Regions from separate parts of the Canis lupus genome. Here region 2 is linked to region 1. A link is a contact called in public Hi-C data. All regions are on one chromosome and are shown on one strand. The core of a region is the stretch at or near the end of the contact, and the rest is flanking DNA. Distances in the headings are between cores, read along the strand shown. Region 1 has its middle 82 kb from the start of CDK13. Region 2 holds the start of RALA (ras-related protein Ral-A).

Evidence for each region. A called contact is a pair of places that touch in the nucleus more often than the background predicts.
Region 2: a Hi-C map of blood shows a contact between it and region 1, with 2.0 times the contacts expected there. The contact joins the promoter of RALA here to the enhancer-like site in region 1. A contact is called at or near these places in 3 of 9 Hi-C or Micro-C datasets (amygdala, blood and liver).

The regions. Positions count from the first base shown.
Region 1 is chr18:10,110,328-10,115,420 of UU_Cfam_GSD_1.0, forward strand. No RefSeq gene overlaps it. Among named protein-coding and RNA genes, the nearest start is that of CDK13, 82 kb to the left of the region's middle. Within about 2 kb of position 3,349, at least 18 of the 20 cell types and tissues checked have an H3K27ac peak or open chromatin away from gene starts, as enhancers often do. A contact at or near this core is called in blood and liver, where this site is marked.
Region 2 is chr18:10,203,046-10,208,096 of UU_Cfam_GSD_1.0, forward strand. RALA (ras-related protein Ral-A) reads right to left here and starts at 2,925. Exons shown (of 5, transcript XM_038562663.1): 1 at 2,697-2,925.

The DNA.
Region 1 (5,093 bases), core at 2,099-4,598:
ATAAAACTTCTAAATGGGCTAGATTTCATTTTCTTATTACAGAGAACAGAAAGATAAGCCTTCTGTAGTAAACATATGGACCCATTATTTCCCCAAACTAGGAAGACCTGAAGAGAAGAACCCTCTTGGCTAGACCAGAAAGAACAGTCAAAGAATGGCCACTTTCAACAAACAGCTCTTGAGCAGCTACTCTATGCCAGGTATTGTGCTTGACGCTGGGGAAGACAGGCGGGCAGACAGACAGACAGACAGGCGATCACAGTTCAGCACAATATCTATGATGCAGAGGAATACTATGAAACTGTAGAACAGACAAGATAAACTTTTGTCAGTCAGTCAACTGCATTAGGGACGGCTCCCGGGACCGGAAGGTCAGAGTGTGTAGGCAGGGCGGTTCGCCTTAGACTTCTGCAGGGGGAAGGAGACAGGTTGCAGGGGTGGGGGACTTAACAGTGGGGCTGTTTGGCAGTTAGGGGAAGTCTCCAGCTAACTGGGGAATGTTCATCTCTGTGTCTATCTAGTTTCAAGGGGACAAACAGTTCAAACTAATCACTCATGAGACACAGAACAGGACATTGGCCAAAGGCAAAAGGGTCTATGTCTGGCCTTGTCACTCCTACCCAAGACTTTGTGTATTAGTGTATGTGTGCTTTTCTTCTCTCTCTCTCTTTCTCCCTCTCTCTTTTAGTTGGTAACCTTTCAAATATATGCAAAGGAAGAGAGAATAGTATAATGAATCCTCATACAATAATCCCCCAATTTAAGTATCAAAAATTGGCCACTCTTGGTCATTTAGCCCTCTTTACTTTTTTCAACGTATTTTAAGACAAATCCTAGACAAAGTGTCACTTCACTTTGATATGCATCCGTCAGTTATCTTTAGCCAATTTTTTGACGTTTGGGAAGTTTTCCTGGACGAAGTGACGTCTAAGTTGAGATCAGAAGGACAAGCTGCAAAGAGCCTGGTGAAGATGTAGGTGGTGGGGCGGGACAGAGGAGCGGGAATGTTCTACTCATTCATTCTACCCAAGAGCATGTGCTAGGACTTCATGGTAATTTTGAAGAGAAGGGGATCCGTGGGAGATGGGTGCACATAGGTAAGCTGCGGCCCTTTCATACAAGGTTTTGTGAGCCTCAAGTTCTGGAAGGTCTAAGTTAACTAGAGGAGGAGGAGGAAACAGCACGTCCAAAGATTTCCCTACCCCACTAGCTCTCTCCAGCTTTGTTCCTCTGGGGTCCACTTTCAGTTTTTTTTTTTTTTTTTAAGATATTTATTTATTTATTTATTCATGAGAAACACAGAAGCAGAGACACAGGCAGAAGGAGAAGCAGGCTCCCCATGGGAGCCCGATGTGGGACTCAATCAGGGTACCCTAGAATCATACCCTGAGCCAAAGGCAGTTGCTCAACCACTGAGCCACCCAGGCGCCCCGTCTACTTTCAGTTCTTGCCTGAGGTGGGGACCATGGAATCTAGTGGGTCTCAAGGCATCCGACTAAGCAAAATGCACAGAGGGGGCTTCAGTTCTCCCCCTTATCATCCCTCATTCCTGCCTGCCGAGGCAGGTGGGCTCTGGCCTGGTCCTCCCCCTCCCAGGCTGTTAGGTCAGAATGGGGGCTTGTCTTTCACTGACTTGATGCTCCTGAGCCCCACTCAGAGAAGTGGGGAGCTCCATGTTCTTGAATGAAAGATTGAGGACGTTGCACAGTACACAGCTGAGTCCACATGTCAGGAGAGACCTGAGCTGGCAACAGAGATTTGGGAACCGTCTGCACAGATGTGCTGGAGGTGGAAAGGGAGCCTAGGCCCGTGACCAGAGCGAGGCCAATATTTAAGTGCCCAGCAGAGCAGTCACATGACATCTTGGCATAATTTTCTTAAGCTGCATAAGTGCATTGGTTCATTATTTCTCTTGTAATGTGTTCCTGTGTGAAAAACAAAACTATGAATTAGGGTCATCTGGGTGGCTCAGTGGTTGAGCATCTGCCTTCAGCTCAGGATGAGATCCCAGGGTCCTGGGATCAAGTCCCACATCGGGCTCCCTGCATGGAGCCTGCTTCTCCCTCTGCCTGTGTCTCTGCCTCTTTCTCTGTGTCTCTCATGAATAAATAAACAAAATCTTTAAAACCCCCAAAACTATGAATTATGGCAAAGTTTATGCCTTTTCTTTGGAACCAGTAAATCTATGAGATGGCAGCAAGTTGGGGTACAGCTGGGGGTGGTGGAGGGGATAATGAAATGATCAGGAGGAGAGAGAAGCAAGCTGAGTCCCTGGGAATAAGACGTGAGGGTTGGGGGAGGCAAAAGCACCGGAAGCCACACCCGCCAAAGGGGCAAACAGTTAACAGAATGAGCCTGGGGACCCCACGCAGAATACACATTTAACAAAAATCCATTTTCTTTACTAAAAATTAGACATCATAATGACCATTTCTTAAGAGCCAGGGGCTTGGCATCTTCTCTCCGTGGTTTCACAGTCTCCGCGACACCCCACCGCGGAGGGATTCACCGTCCTGTCTGCAAATGAGGCGCCGCAGGGGGTGCCTTGCTGGCGAGAAGCGCTGGAAATGACCCGTGTTCTGACTCAGCCACTCGTCCAGCTGTGCCAGCCGGGGCAAGTCGCTTCATCTCGAACCCCTTAAAGACACCTGGCAGGTGAGAGACCCCCGCTGGAAGCGCCAAGCCGCAAGGGCTCCAATGCCCCTGCACCCCGAAGCCGCGGCCCGGACCCCAACATCCCCATTTTACAGATGCGGCCACGGAGGCCAGAGGCAGAGCTGGGTCTGGGATGCCCGCCTCCCGGTTAGTGGGAAGCTCTCGTCGTGAAGCTGCAGGTGCCCGCGCAGCGGCGCGGACAGCCAGTCCCTTCTCTCTGGGGGTGATCCTGGGGTCCTGGGATCGAGTCCCGCTCGGGATCTCCCGCTGCCTGTGTCTCGGCCTCTCCCTCTGGTTCCACATAAGGAAAAAATGCGCAGAGGACGTGCCACAGCGAGAACAAAGCTGGCGGGGCGCACTCGCAGCGGGGCTGCAGGCTGGGGACCCCCGCCCCCACCCGGTCCCCGCCCCCACTCCTAGCCCCACCCCACCCCCATCTCCACCCCGCCCCCACCCCGCGGCCGAGCCCGAGCCCGAGCCGGGGGGATCCGGCTTCCGGCTTCCAGGCCCTACGGACGCAGCCGCCTCTGCCCCGGGGACCCCGTCTCCTGGAGCCGGGGGAGGCCCAGGTCGGCCCTGGCTCGCGGCCCGGCGGCAGTCGCCATGGAAACCGCCGCCCGCGTCACCCGGGACCACAGCTCCCCTCCTTCCCACGCAAGGGGGAGAGAAATTTCGACCAATGAGATGGCGAGAGCCTCGTGACGTCAACAGTCGCTGGGTGGGCGGTCGGGGCTGGCGCCTCGGGCTGGGGGTTGGGCAGGAGGGCGGGCGCGGGGCGAGGAGGAAGGGGGCGCGGGGCGGCAGGGCTCCCGGTCCCCCGGACGTCCTGCAGGCACCTCCTCTCGGGTTCTCCCGACTCACCGCCCGCCCCCCCATCGCATCCCTCCTGCTCCTCCCCTGGGAGCAGGGCCGGAGAGGTCTGGGCGGGGAGTCGGGTCGCTGACTTGCGGGGAAGGTGGGGCTCAGGCGCAGGGGGAGTGGGGAGAGGGGAGGGGAGGGGGGGAGGGGGGAGGGGAGGGGGGGGGGGAGGGGAGGGCGGGGCGGGGGACGCCTGGGGGCCGGGGGCGCCCGCCAGCCCCGCGGTGAAGGACGGAGCCTGAATGCCCGCCGTCTCCTTCCTCTGCCGCAGACCCCGAAAGAACCTGGGTCTCTAAGCCGCGGAGGCCGGCGTGCGCCTTCCTCGTGGCAGGCATCTCCTCCCTGGTATTTGTGGCTGGGGTGAGGAAGGCGGTGTCCCTGTCAAGGGTTCCTCGGCCCAGAAGGTACCTTAGCAGGCCACAGAACCCGGCTCAACCCAGCTCCAGAGGCTCCCTGCAGGGAAGCCCCTCCTTCCTCCGTGCGTCCCTTGCTCAGCGCGTGCAAGGGCCACCTGTGAGCCAGGCCCAGCTCCAAGGACTGCAGGTGCGGCCGTGCGGGAGACAGGAGGCTCCTGCCCTCCGGGGGATGGCACTCGGGGCGGCCTTCGAACCTGCATTCTCCACTCGAGACCAGGACTGCGCTGAAAGTGGCCCTTTGTGCTGAAGGCAGTGAAGAGATCATGGCCAGACATGGCCCTAAAAGAGGGTAACCCTCCCCTTAAAAAAAAAAAATTAGCTTTGTTGAGGTATAATCGGCACCTACAATTATAAGATATTTGAAGTGTACATCGCAGAGATTTGATATACATACACGTTGTGGAAGGATTCCCCCCACGTAGTTAGTTAACACATTCATCACCTCACATGCTTGTCTGTCTTCTCTCTCTCTCTCTCTTTTTTATGTGAGAACATTTACAGTCTACTCTCTTAGCAAACTTCAGTAACACAATACAGTGTTTTCAATGTGGTCACCATGTTTTACATTTTTTAAAAAGATTTTATTTATTCATGAGAGACACAGAGAGAGAGAGGCAGGCTCCATGCAGGGAACCCAATTCGAGACTTGATCCCAGGGCTCCAGGATCACACCTTGGGCCTAAGGCCACGCCAAACTGCTGAGCCACCCAGGGATCCCCATGTTTTACACTATAATGCTCCTCAGATCCTATTCATCTTAGAGCTGAAAGTTTATATCTCTTTACCAACTCTCCCTATCTCCTCCTACACCCCAGCTCCTGCAGCCACTTTTCTACTCTGTGTTTCTATGCATTTGGCTTTTTTTTTTTTTTTAAGATTTTTTAAGATAAGAGGGGTGTCTGGGTTCATTAAGCATCTACCTTTGGCTCAGGTCATGATCCCAGGGTCCTGGGATGGAGCTGGCATCAGGCTCTCTGCTCAGCGGGAACTCTGCTTCTTCCCCTCTGCCCCTCCCCGCGCCTCTCTCTCTCTCTCTCTCTCTCTCAAATAAATAAATAAAATCTGAGGGACCTGGGTGGCTCAGTTAAGCATCTACCTTGGGGTCAGGTCATAACCCAGGGTCCTGAGATTGAGCCCCACATTGGGCTCCCAGTTCAGCAGGGA
Region 2 (5,051 bases), core at 1,675-4,174, 92 kb after region 1:
GTGTGGCAGGCAATCAGTGTATACGGATTGTTATTACCAAGACGGTTGCTGAATTAAAAAAGAGAAATCTGACCTCTGTACAGTGGTGATGTTGCTGATATAAGAAACTGCAGACTTCCCACTATGTCTAAGAGTTAAAACACTTTATAAAACAAGAAAAACCATAAACTGTCTCCCTATATCATAATGTTTTTCTCCACTAAAAATATATACTGTATCAAAAGTGATTGTCCTTGCCACCCATCTACTAAGGATTACAAGTGTGGGTAACACTGATACACACATATATACAAGAAGTGATTCTGGTACATTCATTCATATCCCGCAGAAGCTAAGCTCGGAAAACCAGTACAGGACCACAACCAGACATTCGGAAAGGAAAGAAGGTATCAGCACTTTTTTTTTGGGGGGGGTGGGGTGGGGGGGTGGATCTCTAAATTGAAAATAACCTAACCTTCTACAGACAAAAATTATTCCCCCACACAAATGGTAAACAAGATTCTTCCCTATAATTAGCCCTTTTTTTCCCTTGAAAGCCCTGCAAAGAAAGGATTGTACGAAACTACTTTAAAATAAGTGATACAGATAACTGCATATTCAGCAGACACATTAGGGAACATCTGGATCTCTGCAAAGAAATGTGAAAGTGGCTACTGGTAAATCATGCCAAGGTCCTATCAGGATGTGAGAGGATTTCACATACCCAGGGGAGAAATAAGCCACTATAAGCAATTCTGGGATGTATCAACGGTTTTCCAAACAGTGGTGACTCCCAATTTCCTCTTTTTGGTTAAGATAAGTTACGGTTATCAACCTCCAAACATAAGCTATCACTAGGAAATCTCTTTAATAACCCGGGATATGGGCAGCCCAGGTGGCTCAGTGGTTTAGCGCCGCCTTCAGCCCAGGGCGTGATCCTGGAGACCCAGGATTGAGTCCCGTGTTGGGCTCCCTGCACAGAGCCGGCTTCTCCCTCTGTCTCTGCCTCGCTCTGTGTCTCTCATGAATAAATAAATAAATAAAATATTAAAAAAATAATAATAATAACCCTGGATAAACTTGCTTAATTGGCAATTATTGAAGACTGGAATACACTGCCCAATCACAACACCCTAAATATAAATTTTAACCTTCCAGGGGAGGATAGTTTTGGAAGGACAACAAAGGATTCTTCTTGAATTGTCCTTTCACTACGCCAAAAAAACATTTAAGACAAAGCATAGTCTTTGCGCCAAGAAACTGGAACACAACAGAAAACCCAAGAAATAAATGACTCCTGAGGCAGCTGTGGCATCATCTCCACATTCATTCATTCAGTGAAGAAATACGGGAGAGCTCCTATGTTCCAGTAATCACTTGCGAGCAACAGGGATGCATAAGACACGGTTCCTGCCCTGAAAAAATTCAAAGCCTAAAAATAATGTCTGAAGAGTCACAAGAATCATTTTACAATAATACTGTATTCACAGACACAGAAACGAGTAAGATATACATTTAAATATATTAATAAAGGAGCTGGAAACAAACAAAAAACAGGCCGTCCACTGCGAGTTTATTAACAAATTTTGTTATATGAGTTAAGGGAACGTGATGACCAAAGTTGTAATGTACTTTCAGGACAAAAATTAACTTAGGGCACATGTTTTACAAAGGCCTCCCTACTCCCCCCACCCACCCACCCCTCGACACACACACACACACACACACACACACACAGCGACCACAATCTGCAAATTGGGTGCTTTTCAGCTTGACACGTCGGGCGTGGCACTGGAGATCTCACACAACCCCGAAGACACCTGGATAAGCTCGCACAAGCCTGGACATTCAGGTTTCCCAGCAGAAGCCAGTTAACTCCCTAATTCTCCCTAAACCTTGAAACAACACTGCCACCTCTCTGTGCTGTCATCCCTGCCCACTTACACACAGACACCCAGGCTAAAAGCAAACCACAAATCACATCTTCCACTCCTTCAGGAACAAATCTCCAAGAGGAATTACCCCCTCACTCAAACAAAACAAAACAAAACCCCCCAAAAAAAACCTATATTCTCTCCCTCGCTTTACAGGCTAGGTGATGCTAATAGGGGCAGACAGACCTGTGCAGTTCAAGGCGGAGCACCTAAGGACTTCAGTCTGAAAAAGCCATTGCTTTAACTGGCACAAAACCCTGGCGGAGATGCCTCAGAAGCAACTGCTCTAGTACAGGCGCGGAGTGGAGGAAAGGGAAGGAGGGGAGAGGGGCGGAGTGAAGCGCGGGGACTGCGGCGGGGGCCGGCGGGTCCCCCCGGGTCGCGGGCACCGCCCAGGCGGGGACCTCGGCGCGGCGGCCAGAGATGCAGGGTGACCTTCCGACGAGGCCGGCTCGCGGAGAGGCCGGGCTGGGAGGACCACGCCGCGGCTCGCGGCCCCCGGCTCCCGGCTCGCGGCCCTGGGCTCCCGGCTCCCGGCCCCCGGCTCGCGGCCCCCGGCCCCCGGCCCCCGGCCCCCGGCGGTGCGCTCGCCCGGCCCCCGCTCCCAGCCCGGGCTCGTCCCGCAGCTCGCTCCCGGGCGGAACGCGGGACGTGCAATCTCGGCGTCCCGGCCCTGAGCCTGGGCCTCGGGCCGCCGCCGCCCGGACACACCCCCGCCGCCGCCGCCGCCGCCGCCCCGCGGCCCCGACCCCTCCCGCGGCGGCCCGGGCGGGCATCGCTCACCTGCACCGCAAGCCGGTCCGCCGCCCCGCGGGCTTCGGGCGGACAGAGCTCGGCCCCTGTCGTCTGGGAGGCTCCCCGCCGCGGGCGGCAGGAGGACGAGTCCGACGGGCGGCGGCGGAGCCTGGGCGGCAGGAGCGGGAGCAGCAGCAGCAGCAGGAGGAGGAGGACTCGGGGCGCTCCGCTCTCCGGAGATCCACCCTCCTCCTGGCCGCTCTGCAGCAGCCGCCGCAGATCACTTCCGGGGCGCCGGGGAGCGGGGCGGGGCCGGCTGGGGAACTACTTCCGGTCCGTGGGCCGAGAGGAGGGGGCCGGGGGCCGGGGCTGGAGAACAATGGCCGGCGGGGCGCGGACTGGCCGGCGTCGCCCCGCTGCGCTGCCCCGCGGGCGGCCCTACCCAGGCCCCCCGCGCCCGGCGAGGTGGGGGTCGCCGCAGGCCTCGCGGAGGTGCCCGCATCTCGGCGTCCTCGTCTCTCTTGTGGGGCCCGGGCGGGGTTCGCGGGGAAGGAGGGGACGCGGAGGCCGCCATCTTGCTCTCGGCGGCGGGGGTTGGAGGTGGTTTGGCGGGTGGCCGCCCGGCTGGCGGGCTTCGGAAGTGCGGGGCCTCGGTCTGCGGAGGGCGGAGCGGACGACCCGCGGGTGCCTCGGGTCTTTCAAGGTCAGGGCCCCCCGCCCCTCCCCCCCAGCACCAGCACCGGGGACGGGGCGGGCGCATCCACGTCCCCACAAAGAGGACATGCGGCACGCGGCGAATCGCGCGTCGGAGCGTGGGCAGTGATTCCAGGACTTAAAAAGGTCAAGCCTGGGTTGCTGGGGACAAAGGTGATGGAGACGCAGGGACCAAATGTCTTCACTCCTCGGTGAGGCAAGGAGGAGAGGAGTGACCCTGGACAGCTTTAGGGGAGGAGTGGGGCCACAGGGCCTGTGCACGAGGGGCCGGCGCAGAAGTCTAGGGAAAGGATGGGGCCATTGTGTGGGTAGCGGTGAGCGTCCAATTGCAGTTGGTTGCTGGGGGCAGATTCTCGGTAAGCGAATGGAAGTAGCAATAATGATGCCTGGAAGAAGCAATAATGATGCCTGGAAGAAGCAATAATGATGCCTGGAAGAAGCAATAATGATGTCTGGAAGAAGCAATAATGATGTCTGGAAGAAGCAATAATGATGCCTGGAAGTACCAATAATGATGCCTGGAAGTACCAATAATGATGCCTTATTTTGCTTTTAGAGGAGGGTGAGGGTAAGATCTACCAAAATGAGATAGGGAATGGCGGGGATGGGGTCAGGGAGTGCCATTTTGGACCTGGCCCATTGAGTGCGGTCTGGCAGTTGCCGCCTGTGTCTAGAGCTCTGGGGAAATTCTGGGCTGAGGTCAGGGACACCACAGGCTCGCATCCCCACCTCCAAGCCCACTGCAGTCTCCTCTCATTGAACAGTCTCAAAACCACTCCTTTTCCTTACCTTCTTGTGGGAAGATTGCTGAAATAATCACCTTTTTAAATCCCCCGTCTGGTAGTACATGTCCATCCACACATGCTAACACCCAAATGTCTCCCTGGTCAAGACTAGAAAGGTCAGGCTTACAGAAAACCCAAATATGGCCATGTTAGCTAGTGTAGCAGCACAAACTCCTAAGATGGAATGCCATTGTTAACGTAAAAAAAGTTTTTAAGTTTAATCATTGGCGATAAACAGCTTATTTAAAGCAGCCACAAAGGATTGTGACGGGAGGTTGCACAAATACCTGTCGAATGGAGAGCCAGGAGGTCGACTTCCAGAAAAGTGAGCAATGGGAACACAATGACGGTCAACCTCGAGTTGATTAGTCAGCCTGTCTCAACTGCTTCTTGGCTGTTGAAAGCCAAGCTAACCTACCTGAAAGCAGAAATAGAATGGGTCGTTTTCAGCAAAGACTTCGGAAAGCTGCAAATAACAAAACCCCTATAAATAAGAGCTGCAACAGCAAACCAAAGACTATGGGTTTTTATTTGGCACTTTTGAATGTAAACCACGAGGGACTCTCGCCTTTAGTTCTTAGATTATTCAAATATATTATTCTCAGTTTTCTTAGAGTGGAAATACATGTAGGTGTATTAACAACCAGCTAATGGATACCATACTGAACTGGAAATGAGAACAATGATCTCGAGGCCCCTTTATGTTCTTTGTTCACCATATGACCCTAGCACGGTCACTTAACCTCTCCATGCCCTAGTTTCTTTGTAAAATAGAGATAATAATAACCCTCTACTGGCCTGCCTCTCGGAGATATTATAAGAAATAACAAATTAATGCTTTAAGAGCTCTTTGAGGTACTTGGATGAAAGGGTATAATTGTAACTATATATTATTAATAATTAA